Regions from separate parts of the Mus musculus genome. Here regions 2, 3, 4, 5, 6 and 7 are each linked to region 1. The links are chromatin contacts, called in public HiChIP or PLAC-seq and promoter capture Hi-C maps. All regions are on one chromosome and are shown on one strand. The core of a region is the stretch at or near the end of the contact, and the rest is flanking DNA. Distances in the headings are between cores, read along the strand shown.

The links. Promoter capture Hi-C pulls out the DNA fragments that hold promoters and counts their contacts. HiChIP or PLAC-seq counts read pairs in DNA pulled down with a chosen protein or histone mark.
Region 2: a contact with region 1 is called in a FOXA1 HiChIP or PLAC-seq map of pancreatic cancer cells. The contact joins the promoter of Prcd here to the promoter of Itgb4 in region 1. A contact is called at or near these places in 2 of 115 datasets of contacts at active chromatin or transcription factors (large pre-B cells and pancreatic cancer cells).
Region 3: a contact with region 1 is called in an HNF4G HiChIP or PLAC-seq map of pancreatic cancer cells. The contact joins the promoter of Otop2 here to the promoter of Itgb4 in region 1. A contact is called at or near these places in 1 of 39 promoter capture datasets (liver) and 1 of 115 datasets of contacts at active chromatin or transcription factors (pancreatic cancer cells).
Region 4: a contact with region 1 is called in an HNF4G HiChIP or PLAC-seq map of pancreatic cancer cells. The contact joins the promoter of Hid1 here to the promoter of Itgb4 in region 1. A contact is called at or near these places in 2 of 39 promoter capture datasets (liver and pre-B cells), 2 of 115 datasets of contacts at active chromatin or transcription factors (embryonic forebrain and pancreatic cancer cells) and 1 of 9 other capture datasets (pancreatic islet).
Region 5: an HNF4G HiChIP or PLAC-seq map of pancreatic cancer cells shows a contact between it and region 1. The contact joins the promoter of Mrpl58 here to the promoter of Itgb4 in region 1. A contact is called at or near these places in 1 of 39 promoter capture datasets (pre-B cells) and 1 of 115 datasets of contacts at active chromatin or transcription factors (pancreatic cancer cells).
Region 6: a FOXA1 HiChIP or PLAC-seq map of pancreatic cancer cells shows a contact between it and region 1. The contact joins the promoter of Kctd2 here to the promoter of Itgb4 in region 1. A contact is called at or near these places in 1 of 39 promoter capture datasets (liver) and 1 of 115 datasets of contacts at active chromatin or transcription factors (pancreatic cancer cells).
Region 7: a contact with region 1 is called in a promoter capture Hi-C map of embryonic stem cells, with 2.2 times the contacts expected there. The contact joins the promoter of Sphk1 here to the promoter of Itgb4 in region 1. A contact is called at or near these places in 5 of 39 promoter capture datasets (the C10 cell line, HPC-7-derived erythroid cells, embryonic stem cells and 2 more), 2 of 115 datasets of contacts at active chromatin or transcription factors (embryonic stem cells and pancreatic cancer cells) and 3 of 9 other capture datasets (embryonic stem cells, liver and pancreatic islet).

Annotation. Positions count from the first base shown.
Region 1 is chr11:115,973,178-115,976,596 of GRCm38.p6, forward strand. It overlaps Itgb4 (integrin beta 4), which reads left to right and starts at 1,548. Exons shown (of 40, transcript NM_001005608.2): 1 at 1,548-1,977.
Region 2 is chr11:116,655,597-116,659,015 of GRCm38.p6, forward strand. Prcd (photoreceptor disc component) reads left to right here and starts at 1,512. Exons shown (of 5, transcript NM_001163318.1): 1 at 1,512-1,711; 2 at 1,942-2,010. The coding sequence starts at 1,641.
Region 3 is chr11:115,320,604-115,324,022 of GRCm38.p6, forward strand. It overlaps Otop2 (otopetrin 2), which reads left to right and starts at 1,927. Exons shown (of 8, transcript NM_001362400.1): 1 at 1,927-2,018; 2 at 2,322-2,498; 3 at 2,783-3,128. The coding sequence starts at 2,816. It overlaps Ush1g (USH1 protein network component sans), which reads right to left and starts at 1,315. Exons shown (of 3, transcript NM_176847.3): 1 at 1,090-1,315. The coding sequence starts at 1,253.
Region 4 is chr11:115,366,128-115,369,546 of GRCm38.p6, forward strand. It overlaps Hid1 (HID1 domain containing), which reads right to left and starts at 1,629. Exons shown (of 19, transcript NM_001346774.1): 1 at 1,417-1,629. The coding sequence starts at 1,482.
Region 5 is chr11:115,402,172-115,405,590 of GRCm38.p6, forward strand. Mrpl58 (mitochondrial ribosomal protein L58) reads left to right here and starts at 1,581. Exons shown (of 6, transcript NM_001347645.1): 1 at 1,581-1,789. The coding sequence starts at 1,604.
Region 6 is chr11:115,418,441-115,421,859 of GRCm38.p6, forward strand. It overlaps Kctd2 (potassium channel tetramerisation domain containing 2), which reads left to right and starts at 1,686. Exons shown (of 6, transcript NM_183285.3): 1 at 1,686-2,066. The coding sequence starts at 1,728. It overlaps Atp5h (ATP synthase, H+ transporting, mitochondrial F0 complex, subunit D), which reads right to left and starts at 1,479. Exons shown (of 6, transcript NM_027862.1): 1 at 1,452-1,479; 2 at 1-76. The coding sequence starts at 67.
Region 7 is chr11:116,530,762-116,534,180 of GRCm38.p6, forward strand. It overlaps Sphk1 (sphingosine kinase 1), which reads left to right and starts at 1,690. Exons shown (of 6, transcript NM_025367.7): 1 at 1,690-2,607; 2 at 3,209-3,412. The coding sequence starts at 3,403.

The DNA.
Region 1 (3,419 bases), core at 298-2,797:
AGTGGCTGATGTCCACAAGGAACTGAGCTGGCCTGGAACATACATCTGAGTGCCGAAAACATACTGGGCTCCTTCCCCAGTGCCCCCACATTCAGGAGGAAGTCTCCCTGGGGACCTGGCCTGTGCAGAACAGCCCTCAGATGGCTGGACAGGGCTGACAGGGCTATTAAAAATCATTTTTATTTGTATTATGTTTGAAGCAAAATCTATATAGCCCTGGCTGGCCTGAAGCTCTCCATGTAGACCAGGCTGACCTTGAACTCACAGAGATCCACCTGCCTCTGCCTCCTGAGTGCTTGGATGAAAGGCCTGCTACACAACAGCAGTGCCCCAACAGACTCGTTTTACTCATTTGTTTATGTGAGAGGGTGGGATGGATGTACACACCACAGAGACCTTGTGACAATGAGTCCCACCAGGAATCAAACTCAAGTCATGAAGTTTGTCAGCAGGCACCTTGACCCATTAAGACATCTTACCCAATCACACTTTTTTTTTTTTTTTTTTTTAACTCCTCTATGTACCAGGCACCAGGGCTGGGGCTGGGCTGGTGAAAAAAAAACCAAAAAACAAAAAAAAAACCAAAAAAACAAAAACCTCCCTTCTCTCTAGCCCAGACCTGGGCATAGGCCTCTCCACCTCTCCTAACTTGGATTACCCCAGGTTGGGGCAGAAAACATGGGTTCTCCGAGTCCACAGTCCAGTGGGATGATCATTTCAAACCAGTATAGCAAATGCCATAAAGAAGCCATACTCTGGTCTGGAGGTCTAGTTTAGTGGTAGAGTACATGGCTGATACGCATGAAGACCTATGTTCCATACCAAGCACCGAATCAAAAGGAAGATAATAAAAGGACAGGTGTGGTGATGGATGCCTGTAATCCCAGCACTTGCAAGGCAGGGGCAGAAGAATTACCCCAAGTTCAAGACTAGCCTGGACTACACAGTGGGAAAAGGCCATATTCTCCGACCAGACTTAGAAACCAACAGAGGATGTGGCAAAGCCGAAGAAAACTAAAGATCTTGTAACATTAGTTCAGGGTCTTCAAATATAAGGATAAATCTGGCTGAGTTTCAGACTGCATACTCTGGCTCTGACACTTGGCGAGCTTGAAGCCCCCACGGGTTGAGGAGGTCCAGTGCCAGCGGTGAGCATTAGCTAACCTGGTGAGACTAGAGTTGGGTTCTTGCAGCGCCTCAACGGACTCATTATTAAACAGAAACGGGGCCTGAAGGCACTCGAGAGCCTGCCGCAAGAGTAAGATTTGTGAATCAGCTTGTCACCAACACTGTAACAATCCATGAGTGCTACTCCACACTAGGTCACGTGGCCTCTTGATGGCTACAATTACATTTTAAGGAGATTTGAGTATCCGAAGAAACCTAGAGGCCCCAGTCCTTGCCTATCGGTTCCTCTAGTAGAGGCAGAGAGAACCCAGTGGCCAGCAGTCCAAGAGTGCTAAGTCTCCCTACCAGTTTGGGGCACGACCTATCCTCGCGCTGACACGGAGAGGGTGGTGCACGACCCGATGACCGTCGAGGCAGCGGGACTGACCCAGCTGGGCTCACTGTATTAAGAAGCGGACCCGCGACCCGGAGCGGCCCGGGGACCCGATCTGGGAGCCTGGACGGGTGGGGAAGACGGAGCCCCGGTCTGTGCTGCAGGGAAGAGTGGCTCCTCCTCCAGCCCCCTCCGCGGCGGCTCGGGGCTCGGGGCCGGCGCCGGTTGAGCCGCAGCCCTTTCCGGGGGGCGGGCCTGGCGGCTGCGGCGACACCCCAGCTCCTGCCCCGACAGGTGCGCGCAGCGCGCAGGAATGCAGTCCGCCTGACTCACCAGCGCCTCCTTCCTACCTGCGCCGCCCGTCCATAAAGCGCTGCTGGCTCCCGCCCGCCGCCGCCCGCCCTGCTGTCCCGCCGGGCTCGCCCGCGCGCTCAGCTCGACCCAACGCAGCCCAAGTCCGAGGTAGTCTCACTAAGGTAGGTGCAGGTCCCGCTGCAGATCCGAGGGCACACCGCCCGCCCCGGTGCCCCGGGACAACAGGGCTGGAGAGGAAAGTGAATACCCACTCCCGCCCGGGGCTTTTGTTTCCCTTCCCTTCCCTGAAGATTGGCAGGCCCTGGCTCCCTCTGCCCATGCTGCCAGGACAGGTGCCAACCCTGCCAGGATGTGGGAAGGGGACAGCTGGGAGCGGGGTAGTTGGGATCTAGGGAAAGAATGGTGAACATCAGATACCCCTGCTAGAAAAGGACACTGGGTAGGTGGGTAATAGGAGTGGGTAGAGGCTGGGGGCTCACCAGCCCTCTGAGTGCTACCTCCCCTGAATCTGAAGACAGTAGAGGAACAACTTAACTACCTTGCAGCAAGCCCCCTTCTTGTCCGGCTTGACAGGACCTGCTGTGTGGTGACCCGGGTGCATGTCAGGCGTGGGGAGTCCCTGATTTTCCTCTTGGCTGGCCCGCAGCCTGCTCTCTTCCCAAAGCCCGCTCCAGGCACCTTTGTTTGGGGGACCTTTCAGAATCTCATCCAGCAGTCCCGCGAGCACTTGGCCCCGCCATACACTCTTTCCCACGATCCTTGGAGGAGCCTTCTGGCTGTCACTGTGGCCCGGGACTCCAGGTGGCTCCCAAGGGTAGGGGCAGACCTCTTCCTTCTTCCTGACAGACTTGCCACACCCTGAGCATAGGTTCAACCCAGATGGCACGTTTGTTTCTACCCTCACTAAAAGTGAAAATCGAGTCTCCTGGGGGCTGAGAGAATGGACAGCAGAAAATGAGCGTTTGACTCCTTAACTCTGACTTCCAATAGCTGACAGGGTAGGCAAGGGGCTGTTACAGCTTCAAGAACTGCTGTCCTGTCTGGCCCAGCCTGCCATGGCTACACACTCTGTGATGGCATCCTCAGTCCTAGTCTTTATGTGGAATCTTGTTTCTATACTAGGCGACTACTTTTAGAACTTTTAAAATACAATTTGGGTCGAAGCAAACACTCGAGTGTCTGCCTAGGCCTTTACATTATATAGTTCCTGTGTGTGTGTGTGTGTGTGTGTGTGTGTAGGTTCAGTGTGGAATCTACACTGCCCCCAAATCCCCGCCAGACCCTCCCAGTGCTGACTGCTGGAATGGGAGGCTCCACAGCCTCAGTGCCTCATCTGTCCTAAGGCACACACAGGCAAGCCTCTCCCACTGGGGTCCTGTGCAGATAGATGCCTTGTTAACCCTTTGCTGACATGCTGGGTGTGTGTTGCCGTCCTGTCTGTTTGGGACAGCCCTGTATTCTGGGTCTGTGTAAGAGCTGGGTTTGTCCCTCTGGTGCCTATACCTGCCTAGGTAATTGAGCCCTGAGGAGGCCAAATCTGCAGCTTGCATTATGTAGCGTGTGGGTGTGGTGCCTACGCCCAAGGCTGTAAGAAACTCATTTC
Region 2 (3,419 bases), core at 262-2,761, 680 kb after region 1:
ACACACACACACACACACACACACACACACACACACACACACACACACTAATAACAAAAAAATTTTAAATTTAAAAAACACAGACTTGAAGGTTCAGTCACAGAGGGTTAACAAGAACCTTTATAGGCCCAGCAGGCTGCTCCCTGGAGCTCAGGGTTGGGGTGTCTGATGTTACTCCTGGCCAGGAGACATTACCTCCCACCTTGTTTAGGAAGGAAAACTGAAGGTCCTGGAGAGGTGATGGCCCAGGTGGGTTTAGGTCCCAGCATCACTCAGCCCTTGTCTCAGCCCTGTGTTGCTGACTCAAGCCCTACTGCCCAAGGCAGCTAGTTGCCCAGGAGGTCCAGGTGGGATGTGCAAAGAGTATTTCTATCGATTCTCAACTTCTCCTCTGACTGTTGTATCTCCATAACATAGGATTATATTGGTACAGTAGTCTAGTATATAATTGATAAGCTTATAATTTGTATCTAAATTACATAAGATTGTTATATAAGATAGAATTTATAGTTCTGTCTGTGTGCACACCTCGACTCTGCCTTTTACTGCAAAGGGAGTGTAATTAGGAAAGCTCAGAAGGTGCAGGGGAGGCCTGGTGCACGCGCACGCATGCACACACACACACACACACACACACACACACACGCACACACACACGCACACACACATGTGCACGCACACACTCTCACACACATGCACATACTCTCACACACACGCACACACGTGCTCGAGCACACACACACACACACTCACACACACACACACACACACACACACACACACACACACACGCTCTACTCTCTGGTCCTCCTGGTCCCATCATCCATCTCTTCTCCTCTCTGCCATTCTCTCCTGCCTTGGCTGCGACAGTGCAACTCCCCTGCCTCGCAGCCTCGGTCCCTGAAGACTGGCAAGCTTTCATGTCAGCAGCCCGGCAGAGTTGGCTGAGGGCCCGTCCTTCTCTGGCACCTGCACGTTCAGACACCTCCTGTGATAGCTCACTCTTTCTCTCCCGTATGGGAGACTGAACTTAGGGCCTTGGAACCCCAGGCAAGTACTCTGCTACAGAGTTATCGCCTCAGAGCTCTTTGAGACACTCTCATTAGGTTTCCCAGGCTGGCCTCAGAGCTCTCTGGAGCTCAGCCAGGCTTTGAACTTGAGGTGCTCCTCCCCTCCCCAGTGGCTTACAGGTCTTTGTCACCGGGCCAAGGCCCCAGATCCTCTTTGAAGCTATCCTTGATGCTTCTAAGTCCTCAAGTGCTCTGCAGGTACATTTAACAGTGTATGGAAGTAGCTCACTTAGCTCGATTGCACTACGTGCCTTGATGCCAAAGCCCGGATAGTAGTGAATGTTCTGGGTAGAACATTCTGGAGGGGCACTCAGGGTTACCTGGCATGCCTTGAAGGAGGCTGACTTACTCTGCCACTAGAGGGGAGATCTTGGGCCTGGTGAGTTTAATCTCTCTTCACAAGGTCAGGTCTGCCCACTCCACTAATCAGCTTGAACGTCCTAATCCCTTCCCAGGAACTTCAGGAAACACAGCGGTGGCTTGGGAGAGGTAGGCTGGCCATTGTGGCTCCCCGGCCCTGTGGCCTTCTTCAGCGGAGTTGGTCGTCGGTGGGGATGGGGCAGCTGAGCCATGTGCACCACCCTCTTCCTGTTCAGCTTGGCCATGCTGTGGCGCCGTAGATTTACCAACCGAGTGGAACCGTGAGAAACTGATGGGGCTGTGGATTGGGGTCGTGGGTGGGAGGGACCACCAGGGAGAGTTACAGACAAGCTGGTCTGGAAAGGAATTCAAAGGACACCCTGGAGGGGTCCCTCTTGGAGCTAGTGGTGTGGGTTGGAGCAGCCAGTGCTGTGCTGCTGGACTGTGGTAAAGGGGTGGGGCAGGGGCTGAGCACTGCCTACAGGTTCTCTTGCCTGCTCTTCCCTTCCAGAGAGCCCAGCAGAGTGGACGGGACAGTCGTGGGCAGCGGCTCAGACACAGACCTTCAATCTACCGGCAGGTGAAAGAGAGTCAGGAGTGGGGAAAGTAGTGCTAAGGAAACTATTGGTGTGTGCGCCTGTGTTTGTGTGCGCATGCGCGCACAGGCACTCAAATACCGAGTTCTAGCCCTAGCCCTAGCCCTCACCAGTCACTCCTTGTGTAGTGGGCAGGTTAGGTGGCAGAGGGAGTCCTTGCTCCTCTTTTCTGAACCAATGCTGTGTGGCTTTGCTTCTGTGATGTGAGTGTGGGGCAGTCCCCAGGAGGACCTTCTGTTGGAGGAGCAGGGAGCAGAGGGAGGAGGCAGGAGCCACTCTGGGTCGATTTGCTGCTCTCTTGTCCTTGGCCCTCCTCCTCCTCCTTCCTCTGCCACGGACGGGCTCTGCAGCTCCGTTGCCTGAACCTCCAGCAGGATTCGCTGTCCAGTCCCCAATAGAAGGCGCAGGAGGTGCATGACGTCATCGACACTAAGTGTCATTGGCTGGGCTGCCCCTGCGGGCAGGACGCTGTCTCCAATGGCCTGAAAGTTAACTCTTCCTTAGGTTGCAGCCATGTGGCCTTTGGGGAGGCAAAGTTGTGCATTCTTCCTGACTTTTCCTTCCCTGGTTTTCCAGAGTCTCCACGCCCGTCAAGACACTACAAAAGTGTCAATTTAGTACCTATGTGTAAGGTTATGTCCCGTGGACTCCCTAGCATGGGCAGGATCCCAAGATCAACTCTCACTTTTAGTGAAAACAAAGGGCAAAAAAGATCTCCCGGGCCTTCAGGATTTGGGGCCCACAGGAGGAGGGTGTCCTTACTAACTTGGCTCAAGTCAGTGTGGGCGGGTAAACACATACCATGCCCCCTAAAGCTGGAGTTGTGGACAACAGCTGCACAGCTGCGGAAGCACAGTGGAACTGGGAACTCGTGCTAGCTGTACTCTGGGCTGCATAGTGGTACTCCCGTCTGCATGGCCGTCCTCCCGGCTGCATAGCTGTCCTCCTGGCTACATAGCTGTCCTGGTCCTGGCTGCATAGCCGTCCTCCCGGCTGAGTACTTGATGGGTGCTTTATGTTTCCCTAGACCTTTCTCTTTTTCATTCTCTCTATTTATTTATTTATTTATTTACTCTTTTTTCGGTTTATTTATTTATTTATTTACTCTTTTTTCTTTTATTTATTTATTTATTTATTTATTTTGAGACAGGATCTCACTATGTTGCCCTGGTTGGCCTGGAACTTGCTATGCAGACCAGGCTGGCTCCAAACTCTCAAAGATCTGCCTACCTCTGCCTCATGTGCACTGGAATTAAAGGGGTGCTGTACTAGTGCCAGCTCCCAAACTTTTCTTATACAGTAATTCTCAAAAACCATAGGCTTATCAGGACATGCATGCTTATAACTGCTTGGTAGTGACTGAGCAGCAGGAGGGGGAGCATCTGACTTCCAA
Region 3 (3,419 bases), core at 677-3,176, 650 kb before region 1:
CCTCTATGATGGAAGGGGCAGGGGATATAGTAGCAGTGTTTGCCCTCCTGGAGTAGGGCTCTGTCTCAGCTGTACCATTCCACACTGTCCCCACATGCTGCTAGACCGAAGGAGCAGACACAGAAGAAGAGGGGACCATGTCCCTACATATCCAGGGTCCCCTCCAATTCCATGATCAGCACAATCCCTGCCTCTGACCTTGACCCCTAGATAGAGCCTGAGACGTTCACATGAGACCTCTTGAGACATCCTTTTCCTGTCTAGGCCACACCAGTCCTACTAAACTGTTGGTGGGTAGGATATTTCCAGTAATGTGATTTAGTCCCCTTCCCCCACCCCAAACCACTTTAGTGACCCTGAATCTACGTTGCCTGACTCCTCCTCCAGACCCCTGGACTCTGTGCCCACCCTCCCTCCCAGGACAACGCCAGAGAGAGGATGGGGTGGAGGGCAGATGTCCTTTCTACACACTACAGTTCCCCACTCCTGAGTCCTGCAGAGGGGGAGGGATACAGAGAGTTAATCAGTGGCGGAACCAGTGACATTTGGTAGTGTGGACAGTGCCTGTAAACCCCAGAAGAGTGATAGGAAGGCACAGGTCAGGGTGAAGCCCGGTCCGTGGGAGCTAGCGGAGTTGTAGGGACAGCCTTTCTGGCTGCTAGACTGGGAAGTAGGCAGCGAAGGTCTTTCCTTCCTGGCCTCCCCAGTTCAAGGCCCCTGGAGATTTCCCAGCCTTCTCTCTGGTTCCCACCTACCTTTCACTCTTGCTTCCAGGCACCCTCCCCCCCCCAAAGTGTCTGATTTTTGAATACCTCTGCAGCCCCCATCCCATAATCATGGGTCCGATCCCCAAATCGAAGTTCCTCTCCTCTAATCCCTGCATCCAGTCCACAACTGTCACAAGCTCAGTTTATGTCCCTTCCACCTGTGTCTCTCTAAGTACAGCAGGCTGCACGGCCCCACCTTAGGGTCTGTCCGTAGGGGGAAAGGGCAGCTCAGGCAAGAGGGTAAGTGATGCCATGAGGTTTGGGACACCGGGTTCCAGGAAGTTCTTCCTGGTTTTCCTGGCTAGGCAGAGGGCATACTCACCCGCGGCTCACAATGAGGCGCAGAGACTCCAGGTTGCCATGGTAGGCAGCCCAGAGAGTCGGGGTCATGCCATCCTCGTCAGGGGCATTCAGCTCCTTCCGGGTGGCCTCCTTGAGGAGTTCCAGATAGCCATCCCTGGCGGCCCGGTGATACTGGTCATTCATGGCGCCCAAGTTGGACGGGACGGGCAAGGGGCACCGAGAATTGTCCCCGGACGGGGAGGACTGCCGGGTTAGGGCTGAGGCATGAGGTTGAGGGAAGGGGCTGGGCTGGGGCCTGGGCCGCCTGCCCCTGCTGCCGCAGATGGTGGATGCGGAGCGCCAGAGCCGCGACTACAGACGACTACAGACTACCGGGACATCTGAGCTGCACACCGGGGAAGGGAGGGGGGAAATCTCTCACTGCCCAGGGAGCCGCCCAGGAGCTTCCCCTGGGTCCTAAACGCCATGCTCTTCAGCACACAGACGTGACTCAAGTGAAATTCAGTTCTCTCGCTCCAAAAGCGCCCACTCTGGCGTTGCAGCCCTTGAAGCCCAATATAGGGACATTTAATACGGCCTAGACAGAACTCCGGGTGCTGGGTTCCCTGATTTCTTCACCAGTCAAAAGGACAGGTGAAAAGCTGACGAATAATGTGTGAGGGTGGGATGGAGAGGCAATTCTGATCTGGAGGACAGTGGGTCCAGAGGAGCAGGAGGACCCACCGCAAGACCTTCATCCGCAAGCAGGGCGCAGCAGTCCTGCGGTCAGCCTACACTCGTGGGGGGGGGGGGGGTGTCAAACAACAGTTCTCCAGCAGGGGGCGCTAGACGACTGCAGCCCGATTGAGGGCACCGCGTGGGAACCAGACTTTGCAGCATCCAACCAGCATCTCTGGGCAGCAGTAGTAGGGATACAGGAAGACCGAATTCGGATCACTCTGAGGGCAGGTGGGAAAAGAGGAACTGTTGTCCCGATCTCGGGACAGCAAGCAAGATCCAAAATTCCGTCCAGTTCCTGAGCTGCGACGGAGTCTAGGTGCAAGCGGGCAACGGGGGTGGGGGTCAGCTCTGCAGTCTTTGGGTGGGTGTGATCTCTGAGCACCAGGTTACAGTGGGCGCTGGGGGGCAGAGGACCCTCTGTGTACGGCAATATGGGGCCGTGCCCGAACCCTGGCAGCACCAGCGCGACAGGGTAAGGGAATCTTAACAGGTAAATATAAATCTCACCTTATCTGGCTTCCCTAAATTCAGCTCGGAGAAAAGATGGATCATGTGAGTGGGACTGAGAGGTTTATGGAGCCGAACTCTTGTGGCTGTAAATCACTCTGCCCTCTCCGGTATAAAGCACCGGTCCAGCCCGGCGTGGGAGAGAGGAGACGCTTGCTGCCCCTTGACCCCCAACTTGGTGTCGGCTCCCGGTGCAGCCAGGTGCGTGTCCCTGGCCAGGGGACTGTCAGATTTGGGGAGTGGGACTTTGTAAAGGATTCAGCCTAGGGCCGCTTCTTCTTCTCTCTGTACAATATTTCCAGGCCAGGTAGGGAAGGTACAGCTTTCAGATTTTCTCGTTTTCCCCAGTGCTTGGTCCAGCACCCTTAGTCCCCACATTCCGGGGTCCCCAAATCCAGGGATCACATGGGAGGAAAGGAGAGCCCCCTGAGTTGACTTAGAATCCTGTCCTTGCCCCCCCCCCGCCCCGACTTCGGACCTCGCAGTGATCCCTTCAACCTCCTCCAGTCGCCCCCACCATGTCGGAGGAACTGGTCCCGCATCCCAATGAGAGCCTGCCGGGGCCTCGGGCCAGCCCCCGTGAGGTGTGGAAAAAGGGCGGCCGCCTGCTGTCGGTGCTGTTGGCTGTCAACGTGCTGCTGCTCGCCTGCACGCTCATCAGCGGCGGTGCCTTCAACAAGGTGGCGGTGTATGACACGGACGTGTTCGCTCTGCTCACCACCATGATGCTGCTGGCCGCGCTATGGATAGTCTTCTACCTCCTCCGCACCGCTCGCTGTCCAGACGCGGTGCCTTACCGGGATGCTCATGCTGGTCCCATCTGGCTCCGAGGTGCCCTGGGAGATAGGGACGAGAGTGGGGTGGACACGCTGGGGAGCTGCAGTCTGGGACTCGTGGAGGACCTGCAGGGTGTGACTTTGGGGTAGTCAGGTGTGCAGTGCCCTGGGAAGGAAGAGCAAACATGGCGGAGGGCTTCCTGCGGGAGGAGGTCCTAGGGGTTAAAGGCCGGTGGAAGGAGCTTCATTGCCTTGTGTAAAGATTGGAGAGATAATCATAGAGAGAGCCTTTGTGAGGGGAAAAGCAGAAGACAATAGCAGCTGGCAAGGTCTGTCTAGAGGCCTT
Region 4 (3,419 bases), core at 379-2,878, 610 kb before region 1:
CTAAAGGACCTGCTCAGCCCACCAAACCATCTTCCAGCAAGCCAGCCCCTCCCCAGGCAGGGCAAACATGGGAGACGCTCCCCCAGCTCTCACCACCCTACACTGTGCAAAATACCACACACCACCCTTTCCTGCTACCCACTGATGGAGAGTCTCACGTCTGAGGTTCTGGAACAAGCCACAGGAAGCAAAGAGAAGCAGTTCTGGTTTCCGCCAAGTGCCCCTCAGATAGAAACAGGCTCTCTAGAGGCCCTGGCATTCCTTTCCTCGGCCTCTGACCTTCCCAAGGTGGGTAACAGGGTGTGGGAGTAGTGGTCGGCTCTCTGAGGCTGTGACTGGCTGGTTGTGGGTAGGCAGCTCTCCTGATCCCACTCACACTGGCCAAGAACAATATAGAGCTCTGAGAACAGTCGGATGGGGGTGGGGTTCCAGATGGCAGTAGGTCCAGAGCCCTTTGACAGGCAGGGCCTTGGAGAGGCTGCTGGTATCTCCATAACCAGAGTAGCCTGGTTTCCAGAAATAAAGATTGAAGGGACGACAGGGAAGGAACCTTGCTGGGTCAAGAGGTGTGTGCTGAAGGTAGGAGGCAGCTTCTGTGACACTTGTAGACACGGGGGATGGGGGGGGGGAGTGTGGACTGGAGTTACCCATGGCTCCCTCTCCAACAGACCAATGATAATCTCCTCATCCCCGAAACCCCAATCCCTATTCCGGGTGCCAAAAAGCACAGCCAATCAGCTCCACCGGGCCTGGAGAAGCCCCTGGATCATCACTAGCTGGAAAGCTGGCTTCCCTAGGCCTGAGGACAGCTCCTCTTACCCAGCTGCCGCTGCCTGCCACTCTATGAGCTCCCAGGAAGACCTGGGCCTTCCCTACCCTCAGGCATCAGCCAGGGCCCAGAGAGGCCACCGCTGCCACCGCTGCCATCGCGCACCAGCTGTTTTCCCCAACCCAGGCAGGCGCCGGCCCGGCTTTGTTTGCATTGAGTCAGCCGGGGCTGTATGTCCGGGACCATGGGCACTGAGGGGCAGGGAGACCAGCGGGGCGATGGATGGGTAGGTGGGAGCGGGAAGAGGCTGGCTAAGCGAGGCTGCGGGCACCGGGGGGGCGGGACAGGGGGCGGATAACGTTGTCGCCGCCGGCTCCAGGAGTAGGCACACGTCAGCCTAAGGTGGCAGCAGCAGCAGTGCCCGGGAGAGTGTTCCCAGGGGAGAGTAGGCATAGGGTGGGCTCCCAGAGGCAGGGATGGAGCCCTAGTTACAAAGGAAAAGTCCCGTTCCGGTGCTTGTTTCAGCATCCCCCTCTGGATTAGCCGGTCACCCCACCCTCGGGTGAACCGTGTTCACCCAGCCCCCCCGGCCCTGCCCTGCCCCCAGGGCCGGCAGGTGGATGAAGAGGCTGGGCCCCCAGGCGCACCTGCGTCTTGGTGGTCAGCTGGATCACCGCCTTCCGGAAGTTCAGCTTGGAGTCTGCGGATCCCATGTCGATGGACCCCGCTCCAGCCCGACCCCGGATTCCGACTCTGCCGCGGGCTCCGGCTGTGACTCCAGCTCCAGCTCCGCAGCCCCGGCTGCTCTCTGGGGAGCGAAGCTGCGAACCCCGCCTGCCGCAGGCGTCGGCCCCGCCCCTGTGGCTCCGCCTTTAGATCCGCCCCCACGAGGCCCCGCCTCTGCACCTGCCGCTCAGGCCTCCAAGAAGAAGTCCGGAGTTCTCCGTGGAACCCAACTCCTGGTCCTTTCGTCTGCAACTGAGTGTTGTCCTCGATCCTCAGTCCGCAAGACTGAAACCCTCCTGGTATCTCATCTCCTGCCTCCACCTTCATTCTTCATTCCTGCTCAGACCCGCAGTTTCTCCTCCAATCCTCTCTACCTGATGTTCATGCTTTCCTACTATTGTTGCTATCTGAGCTTGCTTGCTTTTTCTCTTTTCTTTTCTTTTCTTTTCTTTTCTTTTCTTTTCTTTTCTTTTCTTTTCTTTTCTTTTCTTTTCTTTTCTTTTCTTTTCTTTCCTTTCCTTTCCTTTCCTTTCCTTTCCTTTTCTTTTCTTTTCCTTTCCTTTCCTTTCTTTTCTTTTCTTTTTCTCCTCTCCTCTCCTCTCCTCTCCTCCCCTCCCCTCCCCTCCTCTCCTCTCCTTTCTTTCTTCCTCCCTTCCTTTCTTTCTGTTTGCTTCTCTTTCTGACCTATCAAATCCACGTGTCTAGCCTTGAAGTTATTCTAACCCTTAAAAGGTTTAGCTCTTGCTTGTGTGGAAGGATGGGCTGACTCAGTGTCCCTGTTCCAGGAAGGCAGCTCAGCAGTGAAAAATCCCTTGGGTCTTGACGCTTATCTAGCTCCCTGGCTTCCCTGAGAACTCTTTGAAGTGTAGAGGACATGACATAAACATCACAGATCCTGGTTTCAGAAGAAAGGAGTTTACCCATGGTATAGCCTAGTACACTGTGTTTGTTTTGTGAGGAGTTTATCGTAGGCTTGCCTCGAACTCACTGTTACTGGTGATGAATTTTTTAATCCATCTCCCAAGTACCAAGGTCACAGGTTCCATGATCACCCTTGGTATTATGGGGTGCTGTAGATTGAACCAAGAGGTTCTTGGATGTTAGGCAAGCACTCTAATTATTAAATTAAGAGTAATAGCTGACAACCCAATAAAAATAGTTGATCCACATATGAGATCTCAGAACTCAGGAGGTGAAGGCAAGAGGGACTGTCATCCTTGGTGAATAGTGAGTTTGAGACCAGCATTGGCAAAATCCAAAATAATCTGGTATTTATCTAATATATATATATCTCATAGCAAGCCAGGACAGCAGGACAGCCAGGGCCATGTATGATGTATGTGTCCCACCCCTCACACAATCATGTTACTGTGTCTAGAAGTTTCTGAGAATCCTGGATAGTTCTAAACAACATGACTTTAATCTAAAGGGGGATCCCGGAGTTGTAAAATAAGGAGTATGCTCCATCAAGGCAGCTGGATCAGGTGTAGAGGTAGAGAGAGAGGGCATGGTCTCACTACCTCACAGAACAAGCCACAGCATTGGGTAGCTCTAGCTTTTCTCTAAAGGTATGTTGTCCCTACAAAATTCTGGGTGTGCCCCCAGGGCTTTTTTTTTTGTAATCACTCTGAGATAATGAATGGTTTCTTTATTCAGTTTAAAAAAAAAAAAAAAAGCATAGCACCAAGCCAAGTATGCTAACACAGGCCTTTAATTCTAGCACACAAGAGGGAGAGGCAGGCAGGTCTCTTTGAGTTCAAAACCAGCCTGTTCTACATAGCTGGTTCCAGGCCAGTCAGAGCTACACAGCAAGACCCCATCTCAAACAAATAATACCTGAGAATCTGTGGACCAGCACTTGGCACCAACACCACTGACCTGTGGGCTTTCAAGAGAGTCCCAGTGAGACTATCAAATTCCAATC
Region 5 (3,419 bases), core at 331-2,830, 570 kb before region 1:
TCTCACATGGGTGTGAGTGGCTTATAAGGCTGTTTTGTAGATAAAAACAAAAAACCTGAAGTTGATTCAACTTGACTGAAACTCAACTTACAAAAATGAACTGCTGCTGGGCATAGTAGCACTTGCCTTTGATCCCAGCAGTCAGGAGGTAGAGCAGGTGCATCTTTAAGAGTTCAAGGCCAGCCTGGTTTACAGAGCGAGTTTCAGAACAGTCAAGGTTACACAGAAATACTGTCATGAGGAAAAAAAAAAAGAAGAAAAAGAAAAACCAAACCAAAGAACAACAAAAACGTGAACTACCATGAAATTCACTTGACCCACAGTCGTGGTATGTCTGTGATGTGACACACTCTGCATGTTTGGGATACAGCAGAGACCTTACATTCTAACTTGGAGACAGGCAATATGTTAGAACATAAGACTGGGCCTTGGAGTAGTGGTACAAATCTGAACACCTGTGAGGTGAAGGCAGGAGGGTCAGGAGTTCAAGACTAGTCTGAGCTAAATAGGTTGAAACCCTGTCTCAAAACACAAGCAAAAGACAGACCTGGTTGGGTAAGCTTTTAATACCAATGCTCTGGACTGAGAGGCAGGCAACCTGCTGTATATAGTGAGCTCCAGGCCAGCTAGGGCTACATAATTGAAACCTGCCTAAATAAATACCACAAAACCAACCCTTAAGCTCAAAATCGAACACACAAAGATTGGTTGACTGTCTATCCACTCATCTATCTAAAGCAAGTTAGGAATGTGGCTCACACTGAACAAGGGATAGGAAAGGGCAGGGAAAGTCCGAGCTTAGCAGGTAAGGTCGTCCTTGCTGTATCTAGTTAGGTTGCTCAAGGGTCCAGGGAAGGAGAACAGACTCAAAAAAGAGAAAAGGGTGTTTCTAGGATGCTAGATCCAGTGTTTGTTTATGTATTTATGCATTTATATATTTGTTTACATACACACACATTTAAAATGATTTTTCCAAGACAGAGTTTCTCTGTATAGAAGCCTCGGCTGTCCTGGACTCACTTTGTAGACCAGGCTAGCCTAGGTCCACCTATCTCTGCCTCCCAAGTGCAAGGATTAAGGCCTGGCCATGTATGTATGTATGTGTGTATGTATGTACTATTATTATTTTTTTTTTATGGTTTTTCAAGACAGGGTTTTTTTTCTGCATAGCCCTTGCTGTCCTGGAACGCACTCTGTAAACCAGGCTGGCCTCGAACTCAGAGATCCACCTGCCTCTGCCTCCCAAGTGCTGGGATTAAGTGCCACCACGCCTGGCCATGTATGTATTATTTTTATGACAGGGGCTATGTGACTAGGTTAGGCTCTCATCTGCCTTAGCCTTGAGAGCAGTGCTGGGACTGCAGGTGAGCACCGCTCAGTCAGACCCATACAGGAATCTTTTTAAGAAAAATCTCCCGTAGGTGGTCTCTATCTGCCGGTCAACCTCTACCAGATGTCAGCTGGGTGCGCACCACTTCCCACCATCACCGCCAAGGTGGACAGCCCGGAGCCCGAGAAACCCGGCGGAACTTAAGAGCCAGCTCAGCCAAGGCTGGCGGACCGCCGGAAGAGTGAGCACCGGAAGCGGTCCTGGGAGGTGAACATGGCGACCGCCTGGGGCCTACGCTGGGGCCTGAGCCGAACTGGAACGTTGTTGCTCGCGCCGCCCGCGCGCTGTGCTCGCCGGGCTCTGCACAGACAGGTAGACGGCACCACGTTCCAGAGCATCTACAGCCTGGACAAGCTGTACCCCGAGTCCAAGGGCGCGGATACCGCCTGGAAGGTCCCGGTGAGCCGAGAAAGGCGGGACGGAAAGGGCGGTTCCTCCCGCTGCTAGGTGACGCGAGGAAGCCGGGCGGCTTGCAAGGTTTTGGTTGCCCCAGGAGGAACTGATCGCCCTAGTAACCCGGCCGGAGGTGCGGGATGTGCTGGGACTGTAGAGTGTGATTGCAACCCTCGTGGCTCGGGTAGTGCAGACCCTGGGAGAGAGCCGCCACATACGCGTCTTTCTAGATCGTTAGTTTGTCCACGTTTGCTTCCCGGCCTTCAGGCTCACATTATATGGGAAGATGTGCATTATGGACCTTGAAAGTAGTAAAACCTGAGATCCGCAAGTTGGGACGTTACCCAGTCTTTTGACCCTAGTAACGTTAGGAAGCCTGAGACAAAGCTGGTTTGGTCCCTAAGGGTCCATGTTTAGCCTGCGTCATGTAGTGGTACTGCGTGGGGCCTGAGCAGGAAAGAGAGCATCTATTGAGCTGCACCTGTAGGATTGAAAGAGCATCAAGTATTTTCATTCATCCACTCGCACCTCATTCAGCAGACATCTTTTGAGAGCATGCTGTTAGCACAGTGCTAATTTGGGGCAGAGAGTAGTAAAACAGAAATCCTAAGGCTGTAAAGCTCGTATACTGGAGGGCGACAGACAAAAATAAATGAATAAACCCAAGTAACACTAAATATGATACTTCAGAGATAGTAAGACTCAGAAGGCAAAGGTGAAGCTAGAGATAATAACAGTTGTAGGTTTGTTGTTTGTTTGGACAAAGGATCTCATGTAGCCTAGGCTAGACTCGAACTTGCTACATAGCTGTGGGTGGCTATGAGCTCCTGATCCTTCCACGTTCATCTCCCACGCGTAAAGATTACTGGCATGTATCACTGTACTGATACATGTTGTGAGAAAAGCTCTTTAAAAGCCCTGGATGATCTCTAGTTTGCAGTGATCTTCCTGCCTCTCAAGTACTGAGATTACAGGCATATACCAACAAACCCAGCTAAGCATTGAAGTTTTAGGTAGAGTGATCTGGGAAAAGCCTGGAAGAATGGGCCACAGTGGCCTGAATCTGTAACCCAAGCACTTGAGGCAGAGGCAGGAAAAATCAATTGGCTCATAGCCAGCCTGGATTATATGAGACCTTGTCACGTACAAAGACCTGGAAGGAAGACATGAGAATACTGGGGAGATGAGTGTCCCCAGCAGAGCAGGTGCAACCATTTCAGAACAGTAGCATGCTGGACAAGTGTGGCTGAGTGAGGCAGTTGAGAGAAGTGGGTGGAGCCAGGAATAGAATGATACATTTTAGTTTTACAAGATTGACTGCTACACAGTGTTACAGACAGAAGCCTGGAGAATGGCAACAGCTAGAATGTAAGTTAGGAGATTGCGGTAATATAGGTCACAGTAACATAGGCAAGACAGGATGAGCAGGCTGGAAGCAATAGGAGCCTTGAAGGTGATTAGGTCCTAGGCATCTTTTGAAGAAAGTCTAGAGGATTCTTCCCTACTGGATTGGAAGTAAACTGAGAACAAGCAGGGTCTGTGGGACTGTAGTGAGCAGAGGTTTACTGGAGCCCAAAAGTAGGGAGTCACCAGTATTAATGGCTTTTCCATCAGCTTAGAAGGATGAAATCGTCTG
Region 6 (3,419 bases), core at 436-2,935, 550 kb before region 1:
TTTGGGGCATGACCTCCACAAAAGATACCCAATCAATGGTTTTTAGAGCAAGTTTACGCCCAGCCATCTTGGGATACTAGAAAACAAAACAGCGCCTTTGGAGAGAACCCCTGAAGGAGACCATTCCAGAGAAATACAAGTCGTTAAGAGACGGATCAGCTCAAGCATTTGATGGGTATATATATGCAACAGATGAAAGAATTCGGATTTAAACCAGGAAAGAGGGCTAGGGATGTAGCTAGTTGCTAGAATGCTTGCCTGGCATGGACAGAGTCCTGGGTTCCCTCTCCAGCACCAGAAACACTGAGGTAGAGGCAGAGAATCAAAGTTCAAGGTCACATGAGAGATGTGGGAGCTTGTCTCAATACATCAAAATAAAGCTCTACAACCCAGAATATAAACATGTTCTCTCCTACCAGGCTGCCCTTCCTCTATCCCAACTCATTTCTATTCTTTGCAGACACTTCTAAAGGAAGTCATAAGCTGCCCAAAGGCTAACTAAGCTACTGTGTTTTGGCCACTGACTCTCCACCACAACCCCGGCCATTCACTCGAACTGTCCTGCCCAGGTCATCCTGTCCACAGCACACATACTGTGCACTTTCAGAGGCATTTTTACACAAATGATACTGTGAAAAGAAAGTGACTGAAGCGGTCTTGAGACCAAAACAAGACGAGATACAGAAAATAACTATGAAGAGAGCCAACCGAAAAGTGGAAACCATCTACACAAGCTCTGAGTGGGGGATACCTTCCTATCGATCAAAGTTGTCAAATGCCGGTCTCTCTCCTTCCTTCCTTCCTTCCTTCCTTCCTTCCTTCCTTCCTTCCTTCCTCAGTACAGCTTACGTCTCTAAGAGACAGAGACAGAGACTAAGACAGTTGTCAAGTGAACTAAGGATGCCAGAGAACGAAGTGCACTGGAGAAAGCAGGAGTTACAGACTTTTTGTTATCTGATTCATCTCTAGCGCTGGTTGTTTCTCAGACAAATTGGCCAGCCTGCTCTCATACACAGGTCATAAGCATAGAGAATGACCAATAGTTAATTAGATCAATCGGTAAACCTCATGAGGAATAGGAATCCTCCATTCGAAGGGAAGGACGTAGAGTTGAAGTCTGCTAGGTGTCTTGTCCTCTCTGAAAGTTACCACCCTAACTCTGTGATGCTTTCCCGACCCCTAAACTCCACTCCTGAGATCGCCACACAGTGTGAGACAAAAGTCTGTGGCAACATCTAAATTCACGGTGATTGGCTAAGTCACTGCCAGGCCCCAGGCTCGCCCCGCGGGAAAGCGAGCAGGGCAAAGCAGTGACCTCGGGCGCTCTGCTAGCGGGGCAGCTCGAAGGCCCGATGTCCTCCGTGGAGCTGGAACAAGTGTGGAAGCGAGGTCTGGAATACAATACAAAAGAGTCCGTGGAGATTCGACCCAACACCTCAGACCCCACTCACCTTCACCGACCCCCGGCGGAGTGCTCTCTCTCCAGCAAGCAAGGAACGGAAGAGAGTTGCCGGAAGTTCTCTCCTTGGCCAATCCGAACGAGCAATAGGCGGGTCTCATGTCACACTTCAGCCAATGAGCATGGAGTCCCGTCCTGGAAGGCGGGCGCGGCGCCTGCGCCGTCGGGGTCCCTTTTCCCCCTGCCCCACGCCCGCCGATGGGCCGGCCCGGCTCTCCCCGCCGAGGAGTCGGCCGGCCCGGCGGCGCGCGGGCAGCGGCGGCCCAAGATGGCGGAGCTGCAGCTGGACCCGGCAGTGGCGGGGCTGGGAGGGGGTGGCAGCAGTGCGATGGGCGACGGCGGCGGCTCGGGCCGCGGACCCCCCAGCCCTCGCCCTGCGGGCCCGACACCCCGCGGACACGGCCGCCAGCCCGCCGCCGCCGCGCAGCCGCTGGAGCCCGGGCCCGGACCTCCGGAGCGGACGGGAGGCGGCGGGGCCGCCCGCTGGGTCCGGCTCAACGTGGGCGGTACCTACTTCGTGACCACCAGACAGACCCTAGGCCGGGAGCCCAAGTCCTTCCTCTGCCGCCTGTGCTGCCAGGAGGACCCGGAGCTGGACTCCGACAAGGTGCGCCCCGCCCTCGGGCGCGCCCCCGGGTGTTGGGACCCATTCCAGGCTGGTGCTCCGATCTCTGGGACGCGTTTCCCTCCAGCGGGTCCTGCAAACCCGGACTTGAGTCCACTCTCTTCCCCCCGAGTTAGCACTGGCCACCTCAGAATGATCTCCCGTCCCAGTTCTGCCCCATCTTCAGGCACACTCCGGTTTCCCTTCGCACCCCGCTCTTTTCTCAGCTGCTCCTGCGTGGAGTTGTCTACCTGCACCCACGGGAGCCCCCTTCGTGCTCCTGTCACATTCCCTGCCCCTCCTGGGGACCACCCCTTCTCAGATCTGCATGAGTTTTTCTTTGGCTCCCGGGCGGCCCCCTGCTGCTGGTGCCAAATGCATTCAGAACTGGGTCAGGGTGAATGACCACATCTTGGTCACTTTCGGAGGACTCAGGTCCTGTTCCATCCCTGTGTAAAGTGGTATTAAACTCGGGGTTTAATGATAGCGTCCACTACTGAAGGCTGCAGGAAGTGCTTGTGATACATCCTGTGGTGGTGATAAAATCCTGGTCCCAGACCTTTTGTGCCGTAACAGTCACCGTTTCGGTACATTTTTGAAAGTAAATGCACTCCTTGGAAAGATGGGCTGATAGGTTAGGACCCAGAGAATGTGTAGCGTCAAACACAGGGTTGAGCAGTGGCAAGACGTCATTCATTTCCAGTTTGAACTGTAACTTTTGCAGGTTGACCTTTGACTCTCAAACGCATCCATACCATAAAGCACTCCCATGGTTAGTAGACTTGCATAAACCCTTAATCAGTTTCATCTGTTCTCTGATACCAAATTGATGGGAACCTTAAGAGATTCCAGAACTCCTGTTTATAGGGAATTATTTTTATATACCCTAAATCTTCCTTATGGCCAACACAAGCCAGTTTCTTGTTTCTTTTACTGTAAAGATGAGTAGGATTAAAGTTGCTCTGAGCCAAGTCCTGGCAGTACCAAGCTTCCTCTGGGCACAGAGATAGGGTGTGTGAGATTGCAGCTGCCAGTGCAGACTCCCACTGATGTTGGCCTTGGGCTCAGGAGAACTGCCAATAGAATGGAAGTTTTCTCAGAATTAGGACTGTAGTCCAGGGGCAGTGAAGGAGTCAGAACGCTTAACACAGCTATGAGATTTCCTTCATCCCCTCCCTGTAGCTGGTACCCTACAGAAGAATGTTAACAGAATGTGGGTCTACCCAGTAAATAAAGGCCTGGGCAGTGGGAGTGACTGTGCGTCTAAGACATCTGACCTGAAATGATCTTAAAGCCAGCCTCTGGTCAATAGTTTAAAATAAGCAAACTGTAGCAAAACCGGCTCAGTAAATAAAT
Region 7 (3,419 bases), core at 440-2,939, 560 kb after region 1:
AGAGACACAAAAGAAAACCAACATCTTGTTCTTGTCCATTCCCGGCTACAGGGCCAGGGGTGCTGTTTGCCGGTTTCTACAGATAGGATAAAGTTCTTTAGGAAAGGAAAGGGTCTAGAAAGCTGCATGGAATGGGGGAGGTGAACAAGAATGAAAGAGGCAGAGACCAGAGAGGTGAGGAGGCCAGAGGATGAGGCGGCAGCCGACACAGAGGAGCCATTGTGTCCACTGGAACCAGCGCCAGACTGGAACCCCCCTCCCACTGGGTCTCTTCTGAGCAGAAGGGGAACCGGCCCTGAGGCCCAAGTATAAAATGTCCTGCAGGCTGCTTCTGCTCTCTCCCACGGACTGAGTTTCCAGTCAACCTTGCTCCACGCTTGCCCTCAGAGTATGAGAAGTTCCAGCCCCAGGCCTCAAAGAAAAGCGAGACCCTGATCCAGGTCGGCATTTTGAGCGTAAATTTACACACAGCCCGATCTTTCCTTCCCCGTGCCTCAGTTTCTCCTCTTTAGTTGTTAATGACTTGCTTGTCGGGCTTGATAAACACTCCTTCCCAAACCGTGAGAGAGCAGAGGAGGGTGTTTCCTACAGTCTGGGCAGCCAGCCCCCCTCCAAGCTCAAAATCTCGGGGAGAATAGTTTCCTCCCTGAGTCTGCTAGATACCAACGCCAGATCTGGACCCTAGGTCTCTGGTAAGGGGAGGGGGCAGGGTAGACAAGGGAGCGAGTGGCAGAGAGCCTGGCTTCCCCGCAGAGCCCCCTCCTCCCACCGCGACTCGTGTCCCCGCAGCGCGTGACCACGGCACTGCGGCTGCAGAGCTGCAATCCTTCCTTGTCCGCGCTAGATTCCAGGGGTGTAAGGTGGGAAGCCGGGGATGGGGGTAGGTGCAGGACCAGATCTTGGTAGCCACGAGTCGCGGAACCGGGGGTGGGTGATGACGCCCTTGCTCCCTCCAAATCCTCATTTTTTTTTTTTTTTGGTTGGTTGGTTGTTTCCGGGAGTTTCTCCACCCGTGAGCGTGTCGCTGAGTCACCTTCTCGGAAGGCACTCGGGGCGTTCATGATCCGGTCAGGCTGTCCCGCGGCTGTACAGAGCCAAGGCATATATTGCAGTGACGCGTGCGGAACCGCAGGTCCAGCCTGTGCCCCTGGCCCTCCTGGGGACTCCTAAAATACTGAGAAACTCGGTCGGGGAACTCCAGGGTCCTCTGGGAGAGAAGCCACCTTCAAGGCGTGACCTAGTTCACTGCAATCCTTTCTTATCTGGGTTCGTTTTCCTCTTGGACTCGCCTCTTCTGGACTTTAAGAAGCGATGCGAAGATAGAGGTGGGTGGGGTCGCGCGGGGGCCGGTGTGGGCGCGCCAGTTCTCTGTAACCGGAGCTAAACCAATGCAGCTTCCTTGGGAGTTTGGTGTCTGTTTTTGGTGCTTGGTAGGATTTGGGAGCTTCTTTTTCCAAGTCTCCGCTAATAATCTTCCAAAAATTTAACTCCGGTTAGTCACGGACACCCTCAGGTCACTTGCCATGAAATATATCACTTACACAACTATGCGTCTTGTTTATCTCCACCGAAGCGCATACACCGGGGCACGTGTGCATTTTCACCCCGAGATCGCCCGAAGGGGTGGGGAGGTTGGGACCACGCCCCCATGCTAGCCTCTCCAATCCTGATGAGAGCCCCCATTGCCCTGTCCACACTGCTGGGTTCCTCCAGTCGGTGAGGATCGTGGATCCCGATCATCCGCGGCAGGCAGCATCTCAGGCCTTGATAGTGTTCCCTGGGGGGAAAGACTCCACCTTTGGAGGTTGCTGACGAGGTACTCTCATCTCGACTTCGTCCCCAAACCGGTTCAGCTTTCTCCTGAAAGGCGTGCCAGACTGCTTCGGGTTCGGCGTCTGAGTGAGCCAGCGGCTGCATCTGGAAGCTAAAAGTAAAGGCACCGCGGAGGAGCAGGGGAGGAAGAGAAGTTCGCGGGTGGCGGGTGACCCGACCCTGGCCCAGAGTCAGGACAGCACTAGGGTCTGGATGTGGAATTCAGGCTAGGTCTAAGCGACGCCAAAGAGGCGCTGCATCCCTACTGTGAACAGCAGTTTCGAGGTTCAGTAAGCGCAGACCCACGCGTACCCGAAGCCCGCTCGGATGCTGGGCGCCGGCATGTGGGCTGCGCCCTCGCTTTCGCGCTCCGCGGATGCGCTGCTTCAGGCCGGGCTCAGAACCCCACCTCTTGCGGACTTCCTAAGCTGTTCCTCCAGCACCGGGCGCACAATCGTATCCGGGGATCCTGCCCCTCATCTGCGCGTGGCCGAGCCCAGGCTGGCGGCGACTGTGTTCGGGGAGGTGCAGTGAGATCCCGGGCGGGTGGGGGACCAGAGCTGCGCGCAACTCTGGTTCCACCCCGAGAGCACAAGGAACGCGGGGCGTGGCCAGGCCGGCCCAGAGGCTCAGCGCCCTCCCCGGGCCGCCGTGAAATTGAGCAAAAAGTTTGAGACCGGAGGGGGGCGATCCCTTGGAGTCGGTGTCAGCCCAGTGCTTCAGTTGTCCCTCTGTCGCGGGTCTGAGTCGGAGAGGAGCTGCTTTCCGCCACTGGCCGCCCGTGGGACAGATTGGGTAGGGATCCCCTTTCCCCCGCGCGCGCCCTCCCGTAGTTGGCGGTGCCTTCGTGGGTCCGTGAAGGAGACGGCCCCACGCCTGCGCCTCAGTGCACACTCGCGCTCCGGCAGGGCAGACCATAGTTGTGGGTCCGCCCAGCACAGGCAGGCTTTTGCGGGACTTGGGCGCTGTTCTCACGAGTGCGGCACGCACCCCCACCCCCACCCTCTTGGAGACTCGGAGCTTCAGCGGCTTCGTAGTTCAGGCAGGGGACCGGGCGACTGCGCAGGTTGCGATGGGGTTCTTCGTCCCAGAGTACGCGCCTCTCAATGCCAGTTCTGGGAATTGTATGCAGTTGGATTCTCCACCAAGCCCGAAGGGTGAAGAGCCGGCCCGACGAAGAGAGCCACGGGTCACTGACTCATGCGTCGGGTCCGAATCCGGTGTCCCCTGGAACGGAATGTTCGTGGGGTGGGAAGCTCATTCTGGAAAGCTAGATCCCCCACCCACGGGGCTCTGGTGATTCAGTCGCGAGCCAGGGGCTCTGGTTGGGCACTTTGTCCCACGTGCATGGAAGCCCAGGCAGAGAACCCCACCACTCTTTCCTCCTGTCCCTCAGATCTGGCCGCCCCGGGGAATGACGAGGGCGCTCACACAGCCCAGGGAGGTGGAGAGGGCGAGCCCCACGGCCAGTCGCCAGACACCCTCCTGGGCAACACCGATAAGAAGCTGAACGCAGGAGCCGCCGTTACCTCTAGCAGCGCCGGGGCAGCACCGGTGGCCCCTTGTCAGCGGGAGCCCCGGGACCTGGCTATGGAACCAGGTTTGTG